Linked DNA regions of Mus musculus: region 2 is linked to region 1. A link is a contact called in public Hi-C data. All regions are on one chromosome and are shown on one strand. The core of a region is the stretch at or near the end of the contact, and the rest is flanking DNA. Distances in the headings are between cores, read along the strand shown.

Region 1 (7,047 bases), core at 1,717-4,216:
ACCTAAAGGAATGAAGAAAGTATAAAATAAAAGCACTTTAAAGTCACCGGAAGAGGAGGAGGAAGAGGAGGAGGGAAAAAACCCAACAACAATAACACAACAACAGAAAAACAAATGCAGTTAGGAGCACTTACTAAAGCTTCTAAATGTCCCAGCAATTGAAAAAAATGAACCTGATGATGGACACAGAGGTGAGAGCAGAAGGTGACAGTACCAGCATCAAGCCAATGAATAATCAGTGTAGTGGAGCAGGCCTTTAATCCCTCAGGAGGCAGGCATGTCTGTGGATCTGAGGCCAGACTGGTTCCAGTCCCGCTAGAGCTACATAGTGAGATCCTGACTCCATCGTGGTGGTGGTGGTGGTGGTGGTGGTGGTGGTGGTGGTGGTGGTGATAAAGATAATAATAGAACAATTGTAAACTAATCTGCCAGTTAAATATCAGATAAGAATGTATTTTAAAAGCATGTCAATAAAATCAGCAATATCATAGTTGCAAGAAACTCATCTAAAACATAGACATCAAGAAAAAACCCAGCATAGGAAGAACCTAATAAAGTCCAACATTCATTATTATCATTTAGTTAGTAGGTTAGGTTTCACTCCATTCAGGAAGAGAGAAAGAGAGAGGGGAGGGGAAGGGAGGGGAGGGGAGGGGAGGGGAGGGGAGGGGAGGGGAGAGGAGAAGAGAGGAGAAAGATTAAGATTGTAACTGAAAACTATCATTCTGTTATGCATAGTTCTAGGAGGCCAGGTGTGGCAGCATGTACCTGTGGTCCCAGCACTTAGGGGCCTAAAGCAGGAGAATCTCTTCTCCAAGCCAGCCTTGTCTAATAGTGAGTTCCACCTTAGCCTGAGCTACACAGAGAAACCAAAAACGTCAGCTTTCTATGTACATAGCAAAGTTTAATTAAAAACACCGAGGGAAGAAATAAACCCATCAGTAGTCGGAGGTTCTAAGCCATGCTTGAGGGGAGGATGTGAAGTGCATCAGATGTCCTCTCTCTTTACTTCTTGCTTTCTGTTTTGTTTTTTGGAGACAAAGTTTCACACTGTAGCCCAGGATGGCCAGGAACCCACTAGATTCCCCAGGCTAGCCATGAACTTGCAGCAATCCTCCTGCCTCAGCCTTCTGAGTTCCAGGATTACAGGCTTGTGCCATATATAACTTTAATATAATTTTCATGCATGTACTTTCTAAACGTAATATACAGTAAGCCACAAAATTCTCAATGGGTTTCCAAAAATAGATAATATATAGACCAAGTCCTTTAATCACAAAGCAATTAAAAAAAAAAACAATAATACAAAAAGACGTTTTAGGTTCCCATATGTTGGGAAACTGTAAATCATTTCCAAACAATCCACAAATGAAAGTAAAGGTTGTTAGAGAAATGTATGCATCAGTAGGCAGGAACCATGCTCACTGCAACACAGATAAATTGGAAACATAACAATGGACTTTGTAAAAATAGGAACAGCTAGCGTTACTGTTTTTAAACACTTTTCACACTTATACAACGGACTATAAACTTTTTACGGGACAAATAAATGATAAACACAAGCTGGCAAAGGATGGGAGAAAGAGGACGGTGATGTCAGATATCGGTGATGATCTGAAATTGAACGGTAGCTTCCCAGATGTAGAAGCATATTGTATGTTTCAAATATAACCTACATTACCATTCATGGATCTTAAGTATGACCAACATGGGATGCACTGCTCATCTGTGACCAGTTCAATGACATATCTGTGCTCCTTTTACCGACTTATGTTATTGTTTCTTATTTATTTTTCTAGCAGTGCTGGAGACCAGGCAAAAACCCTACCACTGAGCTACCCTCCCCGCACCCACTCGCTGTTTTAAAATTCTAATGCTAATGCTCTTTTTCCTTTTTCTTCCTATTCATAGACTGAGAAGATACAGTAGATCTCAGAATAGTCTAAGAATATTTACTTCATAATCCATAACGGTAGGAAAGTTACAGTTATGAAGCAGTAACAAAACAATTTTATGGTGTGTGGGGTGGGGTCGTCACAGCACGATGAACTGTATTACAGGGTCACAGCATCAGGAAGGTTGACAACCCTGGCTCTAGAGCACAGTGGACCAGAACAGCTATGAAGTCCCTGTGTGGAACACTTGGTCCTTTCAAGGTAAAATCCCACCATTAAGAGAGCAGCACAGCTGTCTTCAGCGTGTGCAAGAAAGAACCAGGCAGACAAACAAACAAATAAAAGCATCACACTTCCAAACATAAGAAAATGGTGGACTCTAATCTAGCACGTTGCCACTTCTGATGGCTGGCAGCCTGAAACATCTTTCCTGTGGAAAGCTTTAAAATATGATCAGCATTTTCTAAACAAACATTTTTGGAAAGCATTACATTTCATAAAGAGTAATGGGGATCATGAAATTGGGAACTGACGTTCTTGTTATATTTGGGTTTTTATTATCTACCCTTCCCCTCCAATTGCTACAGTTGGCCTTGGCAATTAACAAATGCCAGCCCTAACTCCTTCTGAAGTGAATCTGTTGATGGAAAGGCCAGGAAACAGTTTATCTCCACTGGGAACATTTTGAAGGAGGGATTTAACGGGGGCTGAGGCAAGGAGGATCTTTAAAAAACAATATTTGCTAAACTACAAACACACATGCACACATGGGAGTTGTTTTACTTTCAACAAGTCCTGAAAGTAGGAACAAAACCAAGAGAGTTAAAAGAATAATTTAACACTGATGTTTCGGGAATGTTGAAAGAGACCAGGCATTCAGACCTCATGTTGCTAAATTTGTTCATCTAAAACCTAAAAGACATTTTCATGACAACGATGTTGCTGTTCCTCGGTGTTCTGCTTCCTCGGGCAGCTTATTTCCTGCTCAAAGTTATAATTTTGTATTCATAATACCATAATCATTTCCATGGTAACTTCCTGTGATGTCAGAGAGAAAACACTGCTGCCTTCTCCCACAGCTCCCATCTCCCAGCTGAGCCAGTTTGTTGATTTTATTCTTTCCAAAGTGCACCAAAGCTTACTGTTCCGAGTGCTCAGGACGAGGTCTCAAGTTCAACGCTCTCCATCCATCACTGCAGGCAAGTGGGGAAAACCGAGTGGCCAGGATCCTGGTCAAAACTGCAAATGCCACTAATGGTTAAGATCAATTTGGGTTCAGGGCCCGGCTCCACTGGCTGTGAGTTACATAGTAGCCAATGTTCTCCAGGTCTGGTTTGCCCGTCTCAAAAATGAAAAGGCATCTCATAAGGTCACTGGGAGAATTCAATGAGACGATGCATATCAGATGCATACATAGCCTGGCACGGGACCAACGCCAACTCAAAGCAAACACAGTGAGGGTCCACCAGGACTTCTCTGACTCCCCAAACAAAGAGCCGGGATGGATGGTATCTCTGTCTTCACTCTGCAAAGCCTGGGGGTTGGGGGCTACTTCGTGCAAAACAGTGTCCTTCATGCTGAGACAGGACTAGCACTCGTGTCTGGACCCTAACAAGAACCGTTTCTTTACCCGATGCTTCAGTTCAGTGCTTACTAACCTCAGCAGAGATCTGGTTTCTGGCACAAGATCAACCTCGATTCTTGCCCTCTCTATTTCTCTTGTGCCCACACACCCAGGCAAATAGAGTACACATTTAGCAGCCTTAAACAGTAGGTCTCTGTGTGGAGGAGAACTCAAGCCCAGGCCGGGCAGTCCTATTTCAGTGTACCGTCTCATCTGTAGCTCCTTCTAAAGAATAAATTAAAATGAATCAAAGTCTTCAGTTTCCAGCCTGTTTATAATTATTATTTGGGTTTAAAGCATAGTCACAATTGTCTGAGCCTCTGAAAGTACAATGGAAGTAAATATCCACCTTCAGAAACCAGAGTATCCGATAATTCCATGCCTGGGTAACTGTCTGTTTCTACAAAAACAACCACAATAATAATTTCGTCTACCAACAGCATGAAACAGTTTCCAGCAAAAGGGAAGCCTAGCCCTTTTGAATCACTTAGCTGTGTTACCATCGGAAGATTTAAACTCTGCACCTCAGGTAAAGTTTGGTGAACTTCCCGTTAGAAATGCTAATGGTGCCCTCAATGAAAGGAACCTGAAACATGGACAGGTGTACACTTTCCAAGCAAAAAGACAACATAAATAAAAGGGAAATGAAACAGACTATAGTTAGATGGCAATGCTCATTCCCTTGAACTCTTTAGGGAGATGGCTCTTGAGAAGAAAGACAGAAAAGATTTCCTGAATGAATGACTGGTCCCGGTCCCGCCCCCACCCCTCTTGGAAGCAGGATCTCAGAATCTGAGCTAGCCTCAAACCCAAGTATAGTCTAGAATTTCTGATCCTCCTGCCTCCATCCCTGGGATTGCAGGTCTCTGCCACCATTTCCCTGTGTGTCACATAGGCTAGAAAAGCACTCTGCCAATGGAGCTACATCTCCAACCCTCCAGAGTTTCTTAGCGCTAGTGAAGAGATTCACTCTCCGGCAGGCTCTTCCCCTCTTCCCAGTAGAGTTCCATGACTCTATGAAATCACACACCGAGGGACACCCCACGGAAAACAGAATACAGCCCTGGTGCTCAACAGGTAGGGTTTAGGATCTGGTTGCACTGACTGAGGTCTATGACCGTGAGTGGTGGCCTTTTGCCAAGTAGGAAATTAATACTTTTGAGGCCACAGCTCTGTTGTGCAGAGAGTGGCCAGCATACTCCTGGCACACGGGAGACATTCAGAAAATACCTTCCAGTCCCCTCGCTCTAACTTACTTCACCCTGACAGGCTCTGAGGAAAAGGGAACTCAGAGGAGAAGTAAAACTTCACGGTGGATGATCAAATGAGACAGGAAAGCAAAACAAACCAACCCCACATAGAGCATGCTCTTCAGGAAAGAATTAGCTTCTCCAACGGTAACACTATATTCCCCGCGTGGTTCCCCTCCGTCCCCTTAACATCGGCTCAAGGGTCTTAAATGCTGCAGGGTTCTTTTTTTAATTACCATTTCGCTTAAATTTTGAGGTGCACATCTTCTTTTAATCAAACTACATCAACAAAACTTCCAACATGTATTTCATTAAATCACATTTTCTGCCAAGGTTTTATCACGCACACCCCCCCCCCGCCCCAATCAAAACAGCATACTTTTATGACCAAATAACACAGTATCTCTTTCCTCCAACAACCCAGAGCAAGCTAAGATCTGCATTTCATGCACTAAGAGTGGAGAATGAAGAACATCACATTCTGACAGTTAACAGTAGATGCCTCCTCGGTGTCAGAGAGCTCGACTTCCTACGGCAGCTGGGGTAGGGCTCACGATAAGATGGGCTCATTACTTCTCCTTTCTCTCATTTAAACCATTTTCTTTAGAATTAAGAAGTTGACCCGCTGGCTGAAAAAACTTTCCAAGGGAGTGAAGTGTCTCCCTCCAGGTCAATCACCTCCCCTCCACGTCAATCAGAGAGCTATGGCAGGGGAGGAATCCTACACTAACGTGGGACATTACCAGCAATGGAGTTACCTGATGGGACAGGGTAATGAGGGAGCCCCCGGGAAACTGCTTCATTAAATGCACTATTTACGTTCCACTAAGTCCAGTGTTTTAAATTTTTGACATTTGTTTTGAAACCGGAGTCAGATCCAGTACACAGTATTCCTTTGGCAAGAGCAATAAAAAAGTTAATGCCAGTAAGTCTAGCTTTCCTGTGACTGTTCTTTGTGTGTCAGGGTATCAGAGGTCCTACGAATCGGGTCAAAAATTAACACCACATGTGCATCTCCGGAGAAACAGAAATGGCTTGTGAGATGTCTATCAAGGAAACTAGTTTATGGGTTTGTAATCCCATTGCTAAGACGGTAATCAGCCTGGGGAATGCTCTGAAGCCACTATCTCTTCTCTCTTAATAATTGAGTTAGGGAAAATAAGATCAAATCACTGAGAAACGCAGGCGAATTTCCAGGCATGTCAAAGGAAAAGCCCTAAGGAGGAAAGCAAAGCAGCATCCTTCTGGGGTGAGTTTTAAGACATCCCATCTCGTCCAAGTGTTGACAAACACTCACCTGTCCGGGAAAGTCCTCCAGTGTATCTTCTCACAAGAAGTCTGAGAGGGGCTGATGTACCCACTGGACTAATCCTGTCTTCCCCTTTCTCAGAAGTTACCAACGCACCAGATCAGTGTAGAATGAAAATGGTTTTTGATTCAAGGGGGGGGGGGGGGAGGGGAAGCAATTCTAAAAGCATTTAAACAATTGCCTAACCTAGTCCAACATGGTGACTCACGCCTGTAATCCCAGCACTCAGGACGCAGAAGCAGGAGAACTGCTGCAAGTTCGAGGCCAGCCTGGTCTATATAATGAGTTAGCTCCTGACCACTCAGGGATATATAGTAAGTCCCTGTCTCAAAAACAACAACAACAATAAAGAACTTCTTAACCAGAACAAGCACACACAAAACACACAGCCTGCCAAGAGAGAGAAGCTAACCCATCTAATTGACACCTGACATTGTCTTGGCAGAATGATCTCTGAAAAAGAAGCTACGGCCTGTCAGGACCATTCACGTTCCAGCTATTCCAGGCCTCTCACATATGCTCATTCCCTCGCTGTCAACACTATAAGACAACTATACTCAGTTTTTGCTTTGTTTTGTTGGAAAGACTGGTTAAACTCACAATCTTCCTGCCTCAGCTTCCTGGCTAGCTCAGATTACAAGGCATATGCTACCACACCCAACTCACATTTTTGTCTTTGGGGAAAGTGTCGTGTGTACACATGGAAGCCAGAGGTCAGTCTCAGGTACCACGTCTCAGGAGACATCCATCTTGTTCTTTCGAGACTGAGTCTCTTCACTAGGACTTTAGGGTAGGCAGGTTAGCTAGTGAGCTCCAGGGATCTGTCTCCATCTCCCCAAGTATACACCACTACACACCACCACATGTGGTTGCTTACATGACATCTGGGATCAAACAAGTCTTCATGTACCCAGGGCAAGGACTTTACCTTCTCCCCAGCTCCAGTTAATATTTTTGAAAGGCTACCCA
Region 2 (7,047 bases), core at 2,147-4,646, 100 kb before region 1:
ACTACCACTTTCTCTCACTTCCCACGGCGCTGCTGCTTGTGCTAGCAGACAAACGCGTATTTCCAGTCAATGGTTGTGCTTTAGTTTGCGTCTTTCTTTACCCACTTCGTTTCAGGAAAATGAAAAACCCACAAAAAAGAAATCCAGGATTAGGTCTTCAGGTTGATTTCTGATCAAAGCAGACAGATGGGGACCTACTAACTCCTCTACCTGGAGTCTGCCGGCTCCCCTCCCCAGGTCCTTCCCGGTACTGATTCAGCTGTCTGTTTGGAAAACTGGCATTTTTGTCTAAACGGAGCCAAATATAACGGCAGGGAGGAGGGCAGCAAGCAGGGGAGGGGGAGATGCAGTCTATGTCAAAAAGAATCTCTTGCTCTCAACAGACAGGAGAGAACCCAGCTTCTCCTTAACCATCATTTCATAAATTAATATTTTCTAAAAACCATAACCCAAAGAATTTGCTATTACAAGAAAGTTCAAGTTTTAAAAAAGCAAATAAATTAGTTAAGCCTTGTAAACAATTGTCCATTTTAGTTATACATCTTAAAAAAAAAAAGACATTTATCTGTAAAGTCCATTAGACATTACAAGGCACACTTTACACATCAGAACCCAGAGAGACGGAACCCACACAGGTGTGTCCTCCTTCCCTCTGCCCCTGGGGTAACCAGGCCGGGGCTCTGGAGTCAGGTGCCCATCTTCTGCTCGGTTCTTGAAGATCTGGAAGTCCACAGATGTGCTCTTTCTATGAAACTGCTTTGTGCTCTTTAGTCACACGTGGTGTGATGATAAGCTTTCTCCGTGTCCCGTCTTCTCAGATGTTTTCCACAAAGCTCCCTGGGAAAAGGCCAGTCTTCCCATTCCTCTGTAACGTGCCTTTGAACCAGCCGTCCTCTCGTTTCTTATGAACAAACACAATATCTCCTTCCTTGAGTTCAAGTTCGGCCTCACTCTGAGGAGGGTAGGAAACCACCACCCTGTGCCTGTGCGAGAGAAGCAGACTCTTCAGGTCAGCAATAAAAACGGTGCACCGTCACTTCACAGCGTGCCTCGGCACCGATAGAACTCACACAGCCATTCACAAGGCTTTGCGCAACTCAAAATCCAGCAATTCTCTTTAGCCAAGCCTGAGCTGGGTATTCATCTTCATCCACTAACGAGGGCCAAACTGGTGTTTGTGAGTGACCTCCACAGGGAGAGACATTTTTGTCTGCCTTCAGTATTTGTATTTTAGCTATACCTAAGGATATGTGTTGTGTGGATTCTTAATAGGGAAACCATTCCTGTCCTACCCTCTACTCCAGGAAGAGACAAGTAGATTTGATTTCTGAGACCAGGACAAACAGCTGAGCAAGCCAAGACTTCTTGCAGGCAGTGTACTGAGCTGGGCGAGGTGAGGTGTCAGGTCTGCTGCCTGGGGCAGATCTGGAGGACTGTCTTCGGTATCCCTTACTCTGGGTTTGATATTCAGGAGGCAGTGCCTGCCTGCCTTTACATAGGCAAGTCTTGCATTGGGAAGAGGTCCCAAGGTCTACACAGAAATGAGAGAACTGTGGGCTCAATTCTGCCCACCACGGCCAGCAATGATGCTGACACTCCAATCTCCTTGTGTCTTATCTATTCGCTTGCCCTTAGTTCTCAAGGCAGATGTGAGTGGGAAGAAGCGTAGCTAGTACCTAACTGCCCAGCAGCCTTGTGGATTACCATCACTTAACCCCGTGCCCCTATGCCTTGGTCTCTAAGGCAGGGTTATGATTAGCAGCTAAGGAAGTCAGGCAGGGGTGACTTATTTTGGGTCTCCCGACCCAGTCTTTTCTCTACTGGATATTATCTCTCTCTTTCCTCTGCCTTGCTCTTTCCAATCAAAGCGGTGGTTGTTGTTGGTGTTTGGTAGCCATCTTCTAGCTATCCCTGCCTCTGCTAGTCTCATACATGCACAGTTTTCTTCTACAATGCCCCGTGTGATAAAGAAATAGTACAAAAGTGACTGTGACTTCTGAGGCCAGGTGACTGAGGACGGGGACAATCAGTTGGCATGGGTGAGGCCACTGGACACTCCTAATCAGGCACCATGTGAGGGTCTAAAGTGTCTTCCCCAAACTAGTCAACAATAATGTGAAGGAGCTGCGTTAAAACCAGGCCTGCTAGCATCTGTATAGCCTGGTTCTCTCTTGAATCCCCATTCCATAAAAACCCAGAACCCACCACATTATTGAGGACCACAGCAAGTGGGCTCACTTTTCACAAAAGCTAAGTAGCTGTCCAACAATTACTCTGCTCTCTAGGGCATGGGTACCAATCTACCCTCCCAGGTCTGCAGCAAAAGCATAGCGCTGGGTCCGTTTATCCTTTCCAAGAAAGGTTCAGCCAACTCAGACATGAGTTTACAGATAAGGTCGTCAAATGCAGAGCAGGAAGGAGTGGAGAGGCACTGTGGGTGAAGGGGAACTGACACAGTCTTATGGTCACTCAGAGCACCTTAACTTTGAGCCAGCTAACACTGCCTCAGTCTCCTCCCCTGGAGAATGGGACTTCAATGAGTTAGACAATCTATTTTATAAGTAGCACAATGAGGTCAAAAGAGTGGCATTCTTGGTACAGCGACACGTACAGTTCAACCCCAGAATGTGAGCCACTTCAAGCATAGGGCTTCCTTGAGCATGCTGGGGTCTGGTACTTCAGGGAGGGGAATTTTAAGAAGCGGGCTAGTCCCTAACTAACAGATGAACTCAGGCCACAAGCTAAAGAACGTCCTGACACTGGGAGTTCCCACACTTTAGAATGACATAGAGTTTTGGAACCCTTTCACTGACAACTTTAAAAGCAAACTAACAACTTCATCGTGCAGTGATCTAAAAGAAGAACCCAGATGTGATTTCTCAGGTCTGATGCCAACAGGCCAAAAGTCCACATAAAACACAATGATGTAGTTGCCATTAGGGGCGAGTTAACATTTAAGCAAAGCTGTGCAGTTCTGGGGGGAAATATACCACTGACGGAAAGCATATTCTGTGTAGATCTCTCACGAGATGCGTTGCTGACTGGCAGCCTGTAAGCCGCTTTAAGGTAAAATGGAACAAGACAAGTTTAAAAACTTTAAGGGAATTAGATTAATATTTGCATTTTATAAAAACGCACTAAACCAATTTTGTCCGAAAATTCAGCACTGGAGTGGCTGCTGGGCTAAGAACATAATCTTCCCGCCAAGTTACCAGTGGGAACAAATTTTCATTGCTAAGTTATAGACCTCGAGGGGGAGTGGAGTGGTGGAGTGAGAAGCCATGTGCAGAATGGAAACTGTGACATGCTGTGCGTCATGTGAGGACTGCCAGGTGTCGGCACCGAGGAACTCCACTTAGAGGCCTTCCAGCTCGGGCCCTGGCCTTGAGCCTCACGGAGCGGTTTGTACTGAGACTTTGTCACATAGCTCCAAATGCTGGCAGGACAGCCCAGCGAACTCAGGCACGCAAAAGCCCTGCCAAGCAGAGTCTTTACAGACATCCACAAGCAGATGTCATACGCAGCTGCAAAGGCCCTCACACCTGCCGCCCAGCCCTCTGCCTTACTGGCTCATGCTCGCCCTTGTGTGAATCGGGTTCCCGGGCACTTCTGAACGTCTTGAACTTGAGCTACATTCTGCACCTTCTGTGGCACCTGCTGAGCCACCTCCAAAAGCTGCACCCCCATTGGTCTCCTTCGCTGTCATCTGGCTGACGGGCTAACTATGCCCCACCCCCTTCTTGTATTATACTTCCTCCAGTCCCCAATCCATTCCATGCACAACTCAAATATTTATATTAAGTCATGCCACCTGTAGGTACCCATTGTGAAAAACCATTAGCGGGCTCTCAGTGTCTGTAAGGTTAATCCTCACACTGCTACACAAAGCCCTCAATGATCTGGCCATAATCCTGCTTTATAGCTATAGCAGCCATCGTCATCGCAAACACCCCACCCCCACCCCACCCCACCCCAAGAAGCCTGCCCATGTCTCTTCAAACATAGCCCCACTTCTCCTCCTCCTCCACATATTGGCTCCTGCAGCTCCTTGCATGGGGAATCTCTCTCACAATATCGCTGCTCATCCACGCCCTATCAATCTCTCAAGACCTGGCTCAAAATCTCCCCTGGGAAACCTCTAGCCCCATAGCTGGAAGTAATTTTACGCTTGACTGACCCGCAGAGGGCCGTGTGTGTGTTTCTCACGGCACTTAGCACGGTCCATACTGTATTTTTACCATCTGTGTTGCTGTCTCGTTTATTTTCGACTCGTGGATAATGTTGAATTAACTCTCTCCGCCTCATGTGACCAAAGGCAGAACATAAGATGATTCTTATTAAGCACATTGAATGAGTGAGACCTAACCACTCAGTAAGCATTTTTTAAAATGTGTAATGTTCTTAAAAAAAAAAAAAGTCACTGAAATTCTAATACATGCTACAACATGGAGGGATCCGGAAAGCATCATGCTAAGAGAAAAAAGTCAGACGAAGAAGGAAAGGTGCTCTAGGACTCCACTGATATGAAACCACTGTGTAGAGAAAGGAGAACAGACTTCAGGGGCCACAGAAATGGGAAGAAAGCAGCTGTGAATGATGTGGTCTTCCTGTACAGAAGATGCAGAAGACATTCTAGAGACGGACACTGACACACGATCAATGTAAAGGCACCCAGAGCCAGTGGACTGTACCTTTGAATAGGGGTGAGTTTTAACTAGATTTTAGTCTTCCTTCCATTGAAAAGAGATTGCATTCTCACATGATATATCCTGACTCTAGTTCCCCTCCTCTACTGTCCCGGCTCCTTCCCTCGACACCTCTCATTCCCACCCATCCCACTTCTGCCTCTCGTTAGAAAAGGCTTCTAAGGGATCCTGATACAACACAGCAAAATAAAACAGTGAGAGGAAACAAAAACTGTAATATGGGAGTTGGAAAAGACAAATAGACAGAAAAGGCTCCAAGAGAAGGCACACAAATCAGAGACCCACTGGTTTGCACACTCAGGAATCCTATCAAAAAAACACTAAACTGGGGGGCTGGAGAGATGACTCAGTGGTTGACAGCATTGACTGCTCTTCCAGAGGTCCTGAGTTCAATTCCCAGCAACCACAAGGTGACTCACAACCAGTTGTCTATAATGGGATCTGATACCCTCTTCTAGTGTGTCTTAAGACAGCTATAGTATACTCATACACATAAAATAAATCTCTCAAAACAACAAAACAAAACAAACCCCAAACCACTAAACTGGAAGCCATAAGATGCACACGGAGGGCCTGGTGTAGACCATGCAGGCCTGTGCATGCTGCCTCAGTCTCTTTACCTCAGGTAGCTTTAGAGGGCCTGGTTCTCGCCTGTTCTCCATCCCCTCTGGCTTTTACACTCCTTCTGCCACCTTTTCTGCAGGGTTCCCTGAGCCCTGAGGGGAGGGATTTGATGGTGACATCCCAGTCAGGACTGAGTGTTCTAAGATCTCTCACGCTCTGCATTATATCTGGCTGTGGGTTAACTATATTTAAACAACTAAAAAAATGAGATGATTAAATAACTGAAAATAATGGAAATATTATTTAAAACACGGGAGACCCAGAGAAAGTGATTGAGAAGGTGCAAGAGAGCAGGGGTAGAGTGCATGTACGTAGGGGGAGGGAGCCAGAGGAAAGGGAGAGAAGAGAGAAGGGATGACCAGAATTCTGGTTGTTGGGTGTGGCTCGCTTCAGCTCTAAATGAGCTTCTACCTCAAGGTTGACTATGACAGGCACAAGAATGGAGCAGGAGAAACAGACTCCCATTGTGGTATGAAGAAGGCACCCTATAGACAGTGCCCGCCTTCCAGAGTGGGTCATGGGCATTCTAACTCCCACCTGGACAGGCTTTGACAATGTTCTGATACCATAAAGTTTTCTATTTCTTACATTTCCCCGCCTGACTTGACTGGTATCTCTCTGGTTCACATGTTGTCATTTTTAATCTCACTTCATATAACCGTAACGAGTGTCCCTGTGACCCTGAGAAGCACTCTCTTAACCTGGTCCCAGCGACTAAGCATTCCCTGCTTCCTGTCACTTACCACAGCAATCAAATATCCAATTACGTATTTTGCTGGCAAAACCATACTAGCTGGCTTCGTAGCACGTGCAAAGTCCAAATAAATTATGTCCATTGCTTCACCCAGTGGACTCATTGTCACCGACTCAAAGAAATTAATCATGCTGTTTAAGCCCGACTGCCTTTCTGCAAATCTACCACTATCCAATTGGAATATTCCTGAGTATGCTAGTTTAATCCCTTATCAAAGACCACCATTCTTTTCCATTGTAGGCTATGTATCTATTGCTTTAATTCCTAAACTTAAAAATACATAGAGGAAAAGGTGACTTGTGACCCCTTCCTAAGCCATGTGGGCACACGCGTGTGCAGGTGTGCGTGTGTGCACGTGTGCGCATCTGTGTGTGTGTGTGTGAGAAAACTGTCAAACATACTTTTATTTTCTGTCTCTTCTGAAACTGTTTCTTCCTACCTTGCAATTTCCAAATTATTTTTCCTCCATCCTTCTAAAACAGATCCTAACAATATTTGTTCTATTATTTCTGCTGTCATCAATTAGACAGCCTCTGCCTCCAGGAGATGAGGCTATTTCTTGCTTGTTTTCTGCGCAGTCTCTCCCACAAACACAAAAGAATCCCTTTGTTCCCCGGGAGAATTTCTCTCAGCTGACACCAGGACCTGTCAACACACTTCAAGGTCCATCCTTCCTCATTATGAGACTGTGCCTCTCCACATCACGTGACTGCTCCTTTCCACTGACAGCACTTTTTTTTTAAAAAACCTTTAGCCCCACCCCCACCTTCTGGCGATGGAGGACTTCGGGCTGTGGCTGGACAGGGGACTTTTCACTTGTTCCTGCTGCACTCTGCAGATGGATGTGGGCTCAATCTGTCTTAGCACTAAGCTCTGAGACTTGCTTGCATGAAAATCTCTCCGAGTCCCATAGGACAAACCCAGGGCTGCTGCACTTGGCCAGGGCCAGTGCTGCTGCTCTGT

The links. A called contact is a pair of places that touch in the nucleus more often than the background predicts.
Region 2: a Hi-C map of uterus shows a contact between it and region 1, with 2.2 times the contacts expected there. The contact joins the enhancer-like site here to the promoter of 1700001D01Rik in region 1. A contact is called at or near these places in 9 of 484 Hi-C or Micro-C datasets (cerebellar granule neurons, liver, nephron progenitors and 3 more), 4 of 115 datasets of contacts at active chromatin or transcription factors (cardiomyocytes, embryonic stem cells, pancreatic cancer cells and 1 more) and 2 of 9 other capture datasets (embryonic stem cells and embryonic tail).

Annotation. Positions count from the first base shown.
Region 1 is chr8:61,284,791-61,291,837 of GRCm38.p6, reverse strand. 1700001D01Rik (RIKEN cDNA 1700001D01 gene) reads left to right here and starts at 2,966. Exons shown (of 5, transcript NR_045475.1): 1 at 2,966-3,094. All of the region lies in intron 2 of Sh3rf1 (SH3 domain containing ring finger 1), which reads right to left.
Region 2 is chr8:61,387,605-61,394,651 of GRCm38.p6, reverse strand. It overlaps Sh3rf1 (SH3 domain containing ring finger 1), which reads right to left. Exons shown (of 12, transcript NM_021506.2): 12 at 1-983. The coding sequence ends at 815. Among named protein-coding and RNA genes, the nearest start is that of 5730405A17Rik, 37 kb to the left of the region's middle. Within about 2 kb of position 3,396, at least 19 of the 459 cell types and tissues checked have an H3K27ac peak or open chromatin away from gene starts, as enhancers often do. A contact at or near this core is called in uterus, where this site is marked.